Linked DNA regions of Oryctolagus cuniculus: region 1 is linked to region 2. The links are chromatin contacts, called in public Micro-C maps. All regions are on one chromosome and are shown on one strand. Each heading gives the region's core, a stretch centred on a gene start, on an enhancer-like site or on the middle of the called end of the contact. The rest is flanking DNA. Distances are from core to core; before and after follow the strand shown.

Region 1 (5,113 bases), core at 2,354-4,853, 200 kb before region 2:
ATCCTGGCCCTGCCCTGGTTTCCCCGAAGAGCCCAGGCTGCAGCTCAAGCATGGGCTGCCGCTACCGGCTCTGAGTCCCGAGCCGGGCGGACCGCTGTGCCACACCAAGCCTGCGGGGGTGAGATGCCTTGCTGCCCACTCCAGCATAGCCAGTGCACAGAGCAGAACGGGGCGGGGTGGGGGGGGCGGCTGCCTCCCAACACCAAATCGCAAGGTCCTGAGCCTCCTGATGCGGCCCAGAGGTGGCTCTGGGTTCCAATCCTGGCCACAACCAGTTGTCACACGTCGCCTGGCTAGGGACGATTGGGGGGCAGCGTCCACGAGGGCCCTGCGCCCTGACGGGAGGGGAGCACCCTCCGGACCCCTCCTGCTCTCCTCTGCTTCTCACCTCCGCTCTGCCACTCTCCCCTCCTGACCCAGAGGCTGTGACGGCAGACAAGGCGCTGCCCCCTCTGGGCCCCACTTCCCCAGCTGTTGGAGGCACTGGTCCCAGTGGGAGGTCTTCGGGCCCTGGGACCCCACTGGTGGGTGGCACTGGGGTCCAGTTTGGGGGGGCTATGGAGGGGGGTGAATAAGAAATCACCCCATCCTGGCTGGGGGGAGTAGGGCCAGGGCTGAGAATGTGGGAGGTGACCGCCACTTGCACACCAAGGCCAGTCCCTGCGCCAGCCTGGGGGGCGGGGGGTGGCCCTGCAGAGAGCTGGCAGAGGGCCCCGAGCTCCACTCGTGCCCACTCCTTCCTGCTGACCCGGGGACAGCCGAGGAGGCCGCGGAGCGCCAGGCTCCACGTCAGCGGTCGGCTCGGAGCATCTCAGACAATGCGCACAGTGTGCAGGGCGCCGGGAGGGGTTGGCAGAGGCCAGGAAGCTCCTGGGGCCGCCCGGCTCCCCACCCCCACGCCAGACAAAGAGCGGCCTTCCCGCCACTTGGGGCGCTTGGGGGGCTCCGGGGCGGGGAGGCGGGGGCTTTGTCTAACTCCGCCACTGCCACCACCGGCCAGGCCGCAGCTTGGCAACCCGCGCGCAGGAGGCAGGACTGGAGGGCGTGAGGGATGACGACAAGGAAGCCCGAGGAGCGGCGAGAGTCCATCTTGGATGCAAATGGCAGGGGAGAGAGCCAGGCTTCCCGCAAAGGGGTCCACGGGGAGGGGCGGCCCCCACCTGAGCAGCCGGGACTTGGGGACCTCAGCAGTCCTGCCGGGAATTCGCCAAAAAAAGAGGAGACCTGCGCAAGGTGCCAGCCACCCCAGAACAGGGCTGCAGGGTCCCGGGGGTCTCCCTCCCTCCCTGTGACCCCAAGCCCCAAAGGCCCCAGTTTTAGGGCCCCGGCCACCCCCTTCCAGCGCAAGCCCAGGACCCTGCTGGCTCCTGACTGGCAGGCGGCCCCCTACCTTCCCCACCCCAGTGGCACAGGAGGTGGGCTTGGAAAAATCCCACCTGGCAACAAAGCCAGCCTTTGTCAGGCATGGACCCCAGGACCCCTGGCCAGCGGGGCTGGGGCCCATTTGAGCAACTCTATTCTCTCTCTGCACCCCTAATCTTAACCCTTTCCAACCCCCAAATCGGTGCCCAAGAAGTTCTCCCTCCCAGATCTCTCCTGTCTGGGTCCCTCCTGGGATTCTGGAGTTCAGGAGGCCAGCGGCCAGCGTGGCGTCGCTGACCTGCAGAGCCGGCCCCTCCCCCCCTCAACGCCTTGGCCCCTTCTCCCCCAATGCGCCTCGTTTTTTTGAAGGAGGAGGGGGCGCGTCTGTTTCCATCCGAGACTCCGAAGAAGAGGAGCCCTGGGCAGGGCACAAAGCCCGTCACCTGCGACGCCACGACTGTGCGCCCCCTCCCCCGGCTCCGGGTCCCCGGGGCAGGCCCCTGGGCAGAGCCTGGAGCTGCCTGGTAACTTCTGTAGGAGTTGCCCGGCGTCCAGCGCCAGGCCGGCAAGGCGGCGGGAGCCCGCGGCAGGGGGCCTCCGGCACCCAGACCCTGAGCTCCCAGAGTGGGGTCCCGGCGAGCCGCCCTCTCCCTCCTCCCGCAGACCCCCAGGATCCCGCACCCTTCCACAACTTCTGTCTCTGCGCGCACGCCCGAGGAGACATCCTAGAGCCCGGAGGAGCAGCCCCGCTCCCACGAGCCTGGCAGGGGCCCCCCTGCCTACAAGTCTCCCGCCCGCTGGCGACCCCGTCCCGCGCCGGCCGCCCCGCGCCCCCAGGGCCGGCTGCAGCCGGGCACGCGCCTCCCGCACCCTGCCCACGCGGGGCCTGTCGCCGCACCGGGTGGCCCCAGTGCAGGGCGCCCCCCAGCCGGGGCCTGCTCCGCGCTCCCCGGAGCCACCCGGCCCCGCGCCCCGCGCCCCGCGCCCCGCGCCCCGCGCCCCGCTCCCGGCGCGGCCCGGCCGCTCCCGACTCCCGCCGGCAGGGGCCCTCGCCGAGCCGCCCAAGAGCGGAGGAAAAAGGAGCCGAGAAAAAGCCTCCCCCGCCCTCGCCCTCGCCCTCGCTCGCCGCGCTCCCCGCGATCCGCGGCCGCCGGCGTGGGGGGCACCCCCGCGGCCCCGGCCCCCGAGGCCCGCCGCGGCGAGGGGCGCACCCGCGAACTTTGGCGGCGGGCGCCGGAATCATGGCGGCGCCGGCTGCCGCCGCGCTGCCCCGGCCGGGACCGGCTGCCCGCCCCCCGCCGCCCCCCGCCGCCGCCGCGCGCGCGCCCCCCGGGATCCCCGGGCCGGGGCCGGGCGCGCGGGCCCCCAACTTGGCGGCACTTGGGGCGCGGCGCGCGCGGCCGGGGCGCTCACTCACCGGCGTTGAGGGCGGCGGCGGGCATGTGCGCGGCCAAGTTCGGTTTGTAAGACATCCCCCCGGGCGGCGGGCGCGCCGGGCGCAGCCGGGCCAGGCCGCGAGGGCGGCGGCGGCGAGGCCGGGCGGCGGCGCGGCGGCCCCGGCGGCCCCGCGCCCGTCCGAGCGCCGGCCGAGCGCCCGCGCACTTTTTGTTGCTGACGGCGCGGGCCGCACCGGCAAATATGGCCGTCCCTCACCCTGACACCGCCGCAGCCGATCACCCGTGCATCGGCGGGCGCAGGGGCGGCCGCAAACTTTGAGCCGAGCCAGCGGCGCCGGCCGGGGCCGGGAGGGGCGGCCCGGCGTCAGGGGGCGGCTCCGCCCCGGCCGCGCCCCGCGCCCCGCGCCGCCGGGAGCGCTCGCGCCCGAACTTGCCAAAGTTTGGGGGGCTGGGGTCCCGGCGTGGCCTCGGCGCCCGCGCGCCCCCCGCGCCCGCAGGCGGCCTCCCGGGCGGCGGCGGCTGCTTCTCCGCCCCGGCCCACCCACCCCCCACCCCGGTTTCCCGGGTGGGATTCCGGAGGTCACTCTGAGTGGGCTTTCTCCCCTCTGGGCGGTGGGGGCAGGGATGGAAAATTACCTGGAGAAAATGGTGGCGAGCCTGGCGCGCTTCGGCTGGCTGTGCCCCGGGGTCGCGCGGCCGGCTCTGCACGTTGATTTCGAATAAATGTCATGTCTGTGTGTCCAGTGGCTTTTAACCCTTTGCGGGCCGGACAGGAGCCGGGACGCCTCCCCCAGGCAAAAGCGCACCCAGGCGCGCGCGCGCACACACACACACACACACACACACACACACAGGCCCGGGTTCTGCGTCCTTAGCTCACTCAGGTGTGTGTGTGGGGGGGCGCCTGCTGGGGCCCAGGCCCGTCCAGGTGCGGTGCACCAAGGAAGGAACTTGGCCAAGTTGCTGCCCCCTGGGGTGTAACCGGCATTTTTGTGACCCTCCTTGGACCCCGCGTGCGATACTATTTGGGTGAGCACCGCCCAAGCCATAGACGCCTTAAACCCTGCGAGGTGCCTGCCATCTCCTGGTTTTTTTCATCGTCAGACCCTCCCCTCTGGGTCAGCTGGCAAAGACCTCACCCTCCCCACCCTAGAGGCGACCCTCACCTGGGCCTAAGGGCGCAGGGAACACGGAACTCCCGGGGTTTGGCCAGCACCCCTGGGCTGAGCCTTAGCCTGGCTCCGGAGGGTGCGGACCAAGCTCAATTAATAAATTCATGCCCATCGCCTCCCCTGCTCCGGTGGAGACAGTGGGAGCCGGGAAGTCCTGCTCAGGGCTCCACCAGCCACCACTCAGGAGGGAGAAAGGAACTGGTGAAATTCATTGTAACTCTTTTATTTATCACCCTAAGTCCAAAAGGGTGAGCTCAATATATAAGGAACAAAACAGAGCTTGATTTGGTTTTGTACAGACTGATTTATTTGAAAGGCAGATTTATTATTGATTTATTTGAAAGCCAGAGCTGAGCCAGGCCAAAGCCAGGAGCCAGAAACACCATCTTGGTCCCCACCGTGGGCGGCAGGGGCCCAGCAACCCAGGCACCACTGCAGGCTTCCAGGGGCGCGTTAGAAGCGAGCTGGATCCACAGCAGAGGAGCCAGGACTTGAACCAGCATCAGTGCCGGCATCCCAGTGGAGGGTGACCCGCTGCACCACACTGCCCACCCCAGAGTGAAATGAGCAGCCCTTATGGTAGCAAGTCTGTGGAAGCCGGTGTCTTGTCTCCCTTGGGCTTGGCCGCATCAGGGCTCCTGAGTACCAAGACACACAGGGCCAGCAGTGAGGCAGCAGGTGGGCTCGGGGTCCCCAGGAGCTGCGCTGGCAGGGTGGTTAGAGTGCAGACCTCCCCTCCAGGAAGGTTCTGAGTGTTTCTATTTCTAGGTGGTTACATTTTTACCACAATCCCAGCCCTCCCTTGATGTCCTGGTCATCACATCACTGAAAAATATTTTTGCCCTTTCTTTTTCAGTACCAGTGAATTTTTTTTAAACTGAGATAAATTAACATTTGTTACTTTATTTTTAATTGAGATGTAATTCAATACATAAATCAAATTTTTCAAAAATAATTTTTGAAAGGCAGTTAATACAGAGAGGCAGGGAGAGACAGAGGTCTTCAGTCTGCTGGTCCACTCCCCAGATGGCCACCACAGACAGGGCTGGGCCAGGCTGAAGCCAGGAGCCACGTGGTGTGCACGGACCCAAGCACTCAGCCATCCTCCGCTGCTTTCCCAGGCGCACTAGCAGGGAGCTGGATCGGAACTGGGGCAGCCAGGGCTTGAAGCAGTGCCCACAT
Region 2 (4,762 bases), core at 1,470-3,969:
AGAGATGGAGTAGAAAAAAGTGAATGCAGAAGACCTCATTCATAATTACTTACAGGGCTGACACCCAGAAAATACCTCGGGTAGGATGTGTGAAAATTCCCCTCGCCTGTCCCACTGACCGGGGAGCCACATCACACTTCTGTCTGATGACCCTGCCCAAAAAGGCCTTGCCCACGAGGGTCAAGACCACTCCAGTGCCCACGGAGCTCACTAAACACGCCCGTGCACAGCCACTGGTCTGCAAAGACTGTGCGCTTCCACGCCTCCTTCTGACCCCACTGCTGCCCTGCATGGGGGCCCCTGCCCCCACCGCTTGGCTTTTCTCTGCTTGCCCATGGCACCGAGGAGGGTGCCCTGCAGGCCAGGCCTGTGGGTGAGGTTGCAGACTGAGCGTCTGAGACCGACGGATGCGCAGCACTGACCAAGCGCCGGCGTGTGCGGGGGAGGCGGGCGCGTCTCGCTGGAGCCACACTCGGGCGGCCAGGCAGACCTGGAAAACTTTTCATGGAAACAGCACTCAAGGCTACAGAAAAGGACCTCGGGAGTTTCTGCAGGTCCCCAGGACGGAAGGAAGGGGCCTGCGAAAAGGATTTTGTCCTCTGATTCATGAGCTGGTCCTCCCTGCTCACAGCCAGCCAGGCTCTGGACGGGCTGCTGGTTCCGTCCTGGCTGAGCGTGCTCCAGAAGCAACAAGTGCAGTTGTTCAGGCCTGGCGACCGCCAGCAGCTCCCGAGGGTGTCTGCCAGCCGCGGCAGCACCAAAGGACCAGGGCTGGGGACACGGGGGCCAGGGCCTCCGTGTGACAGGGGCTGAGCCCTGAAGTCCCGGTCAGTGACAGGCAGCCGCACACACAGGTTTCCAAAGGCCCCTTCCCACTCTGGCCCTCTGGAAGGGATGGGGGCCTCCGGGGAGGAGCCCCACTGTCAGCCCCAGTGTCCAGCGGCAAGTCCGCCCAGGCCTAAAAATAGGGGGACCACTTGCGAAGCCTCGCGCCCGGCAGGCTCCGCCCTGGGCACTGGGCTTCTCCCACCTCCATGGATCCTCACACACCCTAGCAGGTAACGACTGTCCCTAGCAGGTAACGACTGTTCTCCCACTTCACAGCCGAGGAAACTGAGGCAGACCTGGGGGGGGGGGCGGGGTCTCGAAACCAAAGCCTGCGTGGCTCCTTGCAATCCCGAAACTTGAGCAGAGGAGCGAGGCAGGCTCAGGCTCCGAGTGTGACCTTGGACATGGAACCTCAGGGCCAGGGACCTGTGAGGACAGGCAGTCCAACCTGGCAACCGCGCTCTCGGCCACCCAGGACCTGCCCTCGGGCGCAGGCTGCAGCCCCAGCTCTGCCAGCTCTCCCCGAAACACACAACAGGTGGTGGCCAGCCAGGGAGGCTCGGGGAGGCCAGCTGTGTTTCCTGAGGCCGCAGGGCAAGCCAGAGCGGGCCAGGCACCCTGAGCCCCCCAGGAAAGCTGTTTCCTCCCAGTCTCAGCCTGCAGGGCCTGCCAGGACTTCCCGGGCTGAGGTCGGGGCCGGAAACCACATATCTCCCACTTCCTTTTCCCCAGACTCCCCGTCTGGACGCGCGGCCCAGTGGGAAGCCGTGATTCAGACAAACTCCCTCTGTGGTGGCACGGGCAGCCGCCTCCAAGCCCCTCTCGCTGGGGTTCAAGCAGGCGGGGAGCCATCTCCACCGACTCCACTCCCACCCTCTGTGAGATGAAGGTAACTCCTCCCTCACAGGGTCCTGAGGGGCAAAGAAAGGAATCCAGGCCGGCCAGCCCCCCAGGGCACAGGCGGGCAAATGAAGGAAGCCCCGGAACGGCTGCAGCAGGGACCTGGAGACTGGCCGCAGGTCCCAGCCCCTTCCCTGGGGACCAGAAAGGAGCCTGGTGCCACGGGGGACACTGAAGAGCCGGGGCTCCCTTCCTTCCAGGAAAACAGCACCTGGGCACTTTACCGGCCTCACCCCACCGTTCTCGAAAGGTGCCCACCGCTGCCAGGTGAGGCCGCAAACCCCAGAGAGGTCAGGTAACTTACCCAAGGTCACCCAGCTATGAAACGGCAAAGGTGTCTGATGGCACCTGCCAGGCAGAACCGGGCCGGGGCCTCCCTCCCTGCTCGGGCGCTCTCCTCCCGTCCGCTCAGACTCGCAGAGCCCCGCGGCCCCGCCGCCCCGAGGGGCCGGAGCGAGCCGCCGCCCACCTTCTGATGCTTGCGTTCCTTCTCGATGCGGTCCATGCGCTCCACGCGCAGCCGGTCCAGCTCCAGGCGCAGTTCGTCCAGCTCGGGCGCGACGTGGTGGCGGCTGACCAGCACCTCCAGGATCTCCAGGACGCGCACGACCTTGGGCATGAGGCGCGCGATGGCCTCGCAGCCGTGCTGGTCGACGACCCGCTCGAACTCGTGGCCCACGAGCGACGCGATGTCGTACACATCCATGACGGTCAGCTCGGCCACGTTCTTCTCCAGCGCCGACTCGGCCGCCGGCTCCGACCCCCGCTCCAGCTCCATGGCCGCCCCGCCAACTAGTGCAACTCCCAAACTTGGCGTCGCGGGCAGCCGGCCCGGCCGCCCCGGCGCCGCCGCCCCGTGCTCAGGGGGCCCGCGGGCGAGGGCGCGCCGGGCGGGCGGCGGCTCAGGGCGCCCGGCTCGGCCCCGAGCCTGCTCCCCGGTGGGGGCGGGGGAAGAGGAGGAGGAGGAGGGGAGGTGAGGAAGGCGCGCGCGTGCGCAGGCCCGCGGCGCCTCCCAAGTTGGGAATCCGAGTTGGGCGCAATGGAGGCGCCGGGCGCGCCGGCGAGGGGCCCCGCTGCCCACGGAAACGGCTCGCGCCCGGGGGGCGTCCGCGCGGCCAGGCCCGGGAGGAAGGGCGGCCCCTGGCTCCTCCGGGAAACTTTGGCGGCGGCGACGAGGCCGGCGGACCGGCTCCCCCCGCGGGGATGCCGCGCGCCCCGCCCCGATCCCGGGCTGGCGAGGGGCGCGCCCGCTTTCCGCCGCCCGGTGGCGCCCTGGGGTCCCCGCGGCCGCGCGCACCCACCGCCTGCTCGGCTGCCGCCTCGGGGCACCGCTCCCCGCCCGCCTCCCGCTCCCGGCTCCTCCTCCGCCACCCGCTGCCGGGGAGGGTCGAGGCCGGGCAGAGGAGGGGGCGGCCCCCACCTCAAGAACAGGGTGGGGCTTCTGGCGTGAAGGCAGGGACCCCGGCCCCAGCCCCTCCGCTGCGGCTCGGGCACCGGGCGAACAGGGCGGCGCCAGGCCCTGCGCTCCGGCTCCCGCGCTGGGAGAGGGGCAGGCGCGGGGAGGGGTCCGGCGTCCGAGCGCGGCTCCCGGTGCCGTGAACGCCACTTCACAGCCAGGGCGAGGCCGGCCCGGGACCTCGGCCCCGCGAGTCTTCGTGTCTCAGCCCCCTGTCCTTTGGACCTGGCTCAATCCGCACGTCCCTGAGACCCCCCTGCCACCCCCAGGAGAACCTGTTTTGAACCACAACCCAGGCCACGGGCCCGGGACCCTCTCCCCTGCATTCCCGCAGTCTGCAGCCGCCCACCACCCACCCCTGGCCGCCACTGGGCAGCTCTGGTTACACAAGAGGCCTCCCCGGTCTGACTGTGAGCTCCCCAAGGCAGAAGTCTCACCCCGACCTGGTACCCACTGATTAATATATTAAAAAAAAAAAAAGTTTAGGATGCACGGAGTATTTGCTTCACATTTAGCTACAAAATACATAGTGCGAGTCCCATTCCAAGATCTTTACAGATACTGCTTCCTAATCTGACTCCCTGGGCTCTGTGAAAAGGGTCGCCGTGCCCAGGGGGGCCTCTGAGAGGTTGCCCCCTTTTCGCTGTCTTCATAGATGCCAGCCCCAAGCATAGTTAATTTTTATTTAAAAAATATTTAACATGCGGGGTTGGCGCTGTGGAGTAATGGGTAAAGCCCCCACCTGCAGTGCTGGCATCCCATATGGACGCCAGTTTGAATCCCGGCTGCCCCACTTCTGATCCAGCCCTCTGCTATGGCCTCTCTGTCTCTCTCTGCCTCTGTAACTCTGCCTTTCAAATAAATAAATAAATCTTTTTTAAAATTTTTATTTATTTGTTTGAGAGGTAGAGTTACAGACAAAGAGAAAGGTCTTCCTTCCGATGGTTCACTCCCCAATTGGCCACAATGGCTAGAGCTGGGCCGATCCGAACCAGGAGCTTCTTCCAGGTCTCCCACGTGGGTGCAGGGGCCCCAGCACTTGGGCCATCTTCTACTGCTTTCCCAGGCCACAGCAGAGAGCTGGACTGGAGGACGAGCAGCCAGGACTCGATCTGGCGCCCATATGGTATGTCAGCGCCACAGGCAGATTAACCTACTGCGCCACAGCGCCTGCCCCAACAAATTAATCTTTAAAAAATATTTAACATGTAATATTTCTACCCTTTTTAAATCATAAGTCTCAAAAACATGTTTGCATTTTGAATTACGGTTGACATCCCTAGACAGAGCATACCCAGCAGAGGCTGTGTGCTGGCTTCAGTCACTGAAGCCTGTAGAGGGGCCAGGCACTGTGGCACAGCCGGCTAAGCCGCTGCTTGGGGTGCCCACCTCCCACATCCAGGTGCCTAGTGGAGTCTGGGCGGCTCTGCTTCCTGCCCAGCTTCCTCCTAATGCATCCTGGGAGGCAGCAGACGATGGCCCAAGTGCGTGGGTCTCTGCCACCCACATGGGAGACCCCGAGGAGTTCCTGGTTTCAGCCTGGCGCAGCCCTGGCCGTGGTGGGCATCCGGGGAGTGA

Evidence for each region. Hi-C and Micro-C count contacts between places; a contact is called where the count stands out from the background.
Region 1: a Micro-C map of ear pinna shows a contact between it and region 2, with 2.3 times the contacts expected there. The contact joins the promoter of CDK2AP1 here to the promoter of RILPL1 in region 2. A contact is called at or near these places in 2 of 6 Hi-C or Micro-C datasets (ear pinna and an unstated tissue).

What each region holds. Positions count from the first base shown.
Region 1 is chr21:6,057,427-6,062,539 of mOryCun1.1, reverse strand. It overlaps CDK2AP1 (cyclin dependent kinase 2 associated protein 1), which reads right to left and starts at 3,603. Exons shown (of 4, transcript XM_051841397.2): 1 at 3,396-3,603. The coding sequence starts at 3,489.
Region 2 is chr21:5,859,552-5,864,313 of mOryCun1.1, reverse strand. It overlaps RILPL1 (Rab interacting lysosomal protein like 1), which reads right to left and starts at 2,719. Exons shown (of 8, transcript XR_011385252.1): 1 at 2,198-2,719.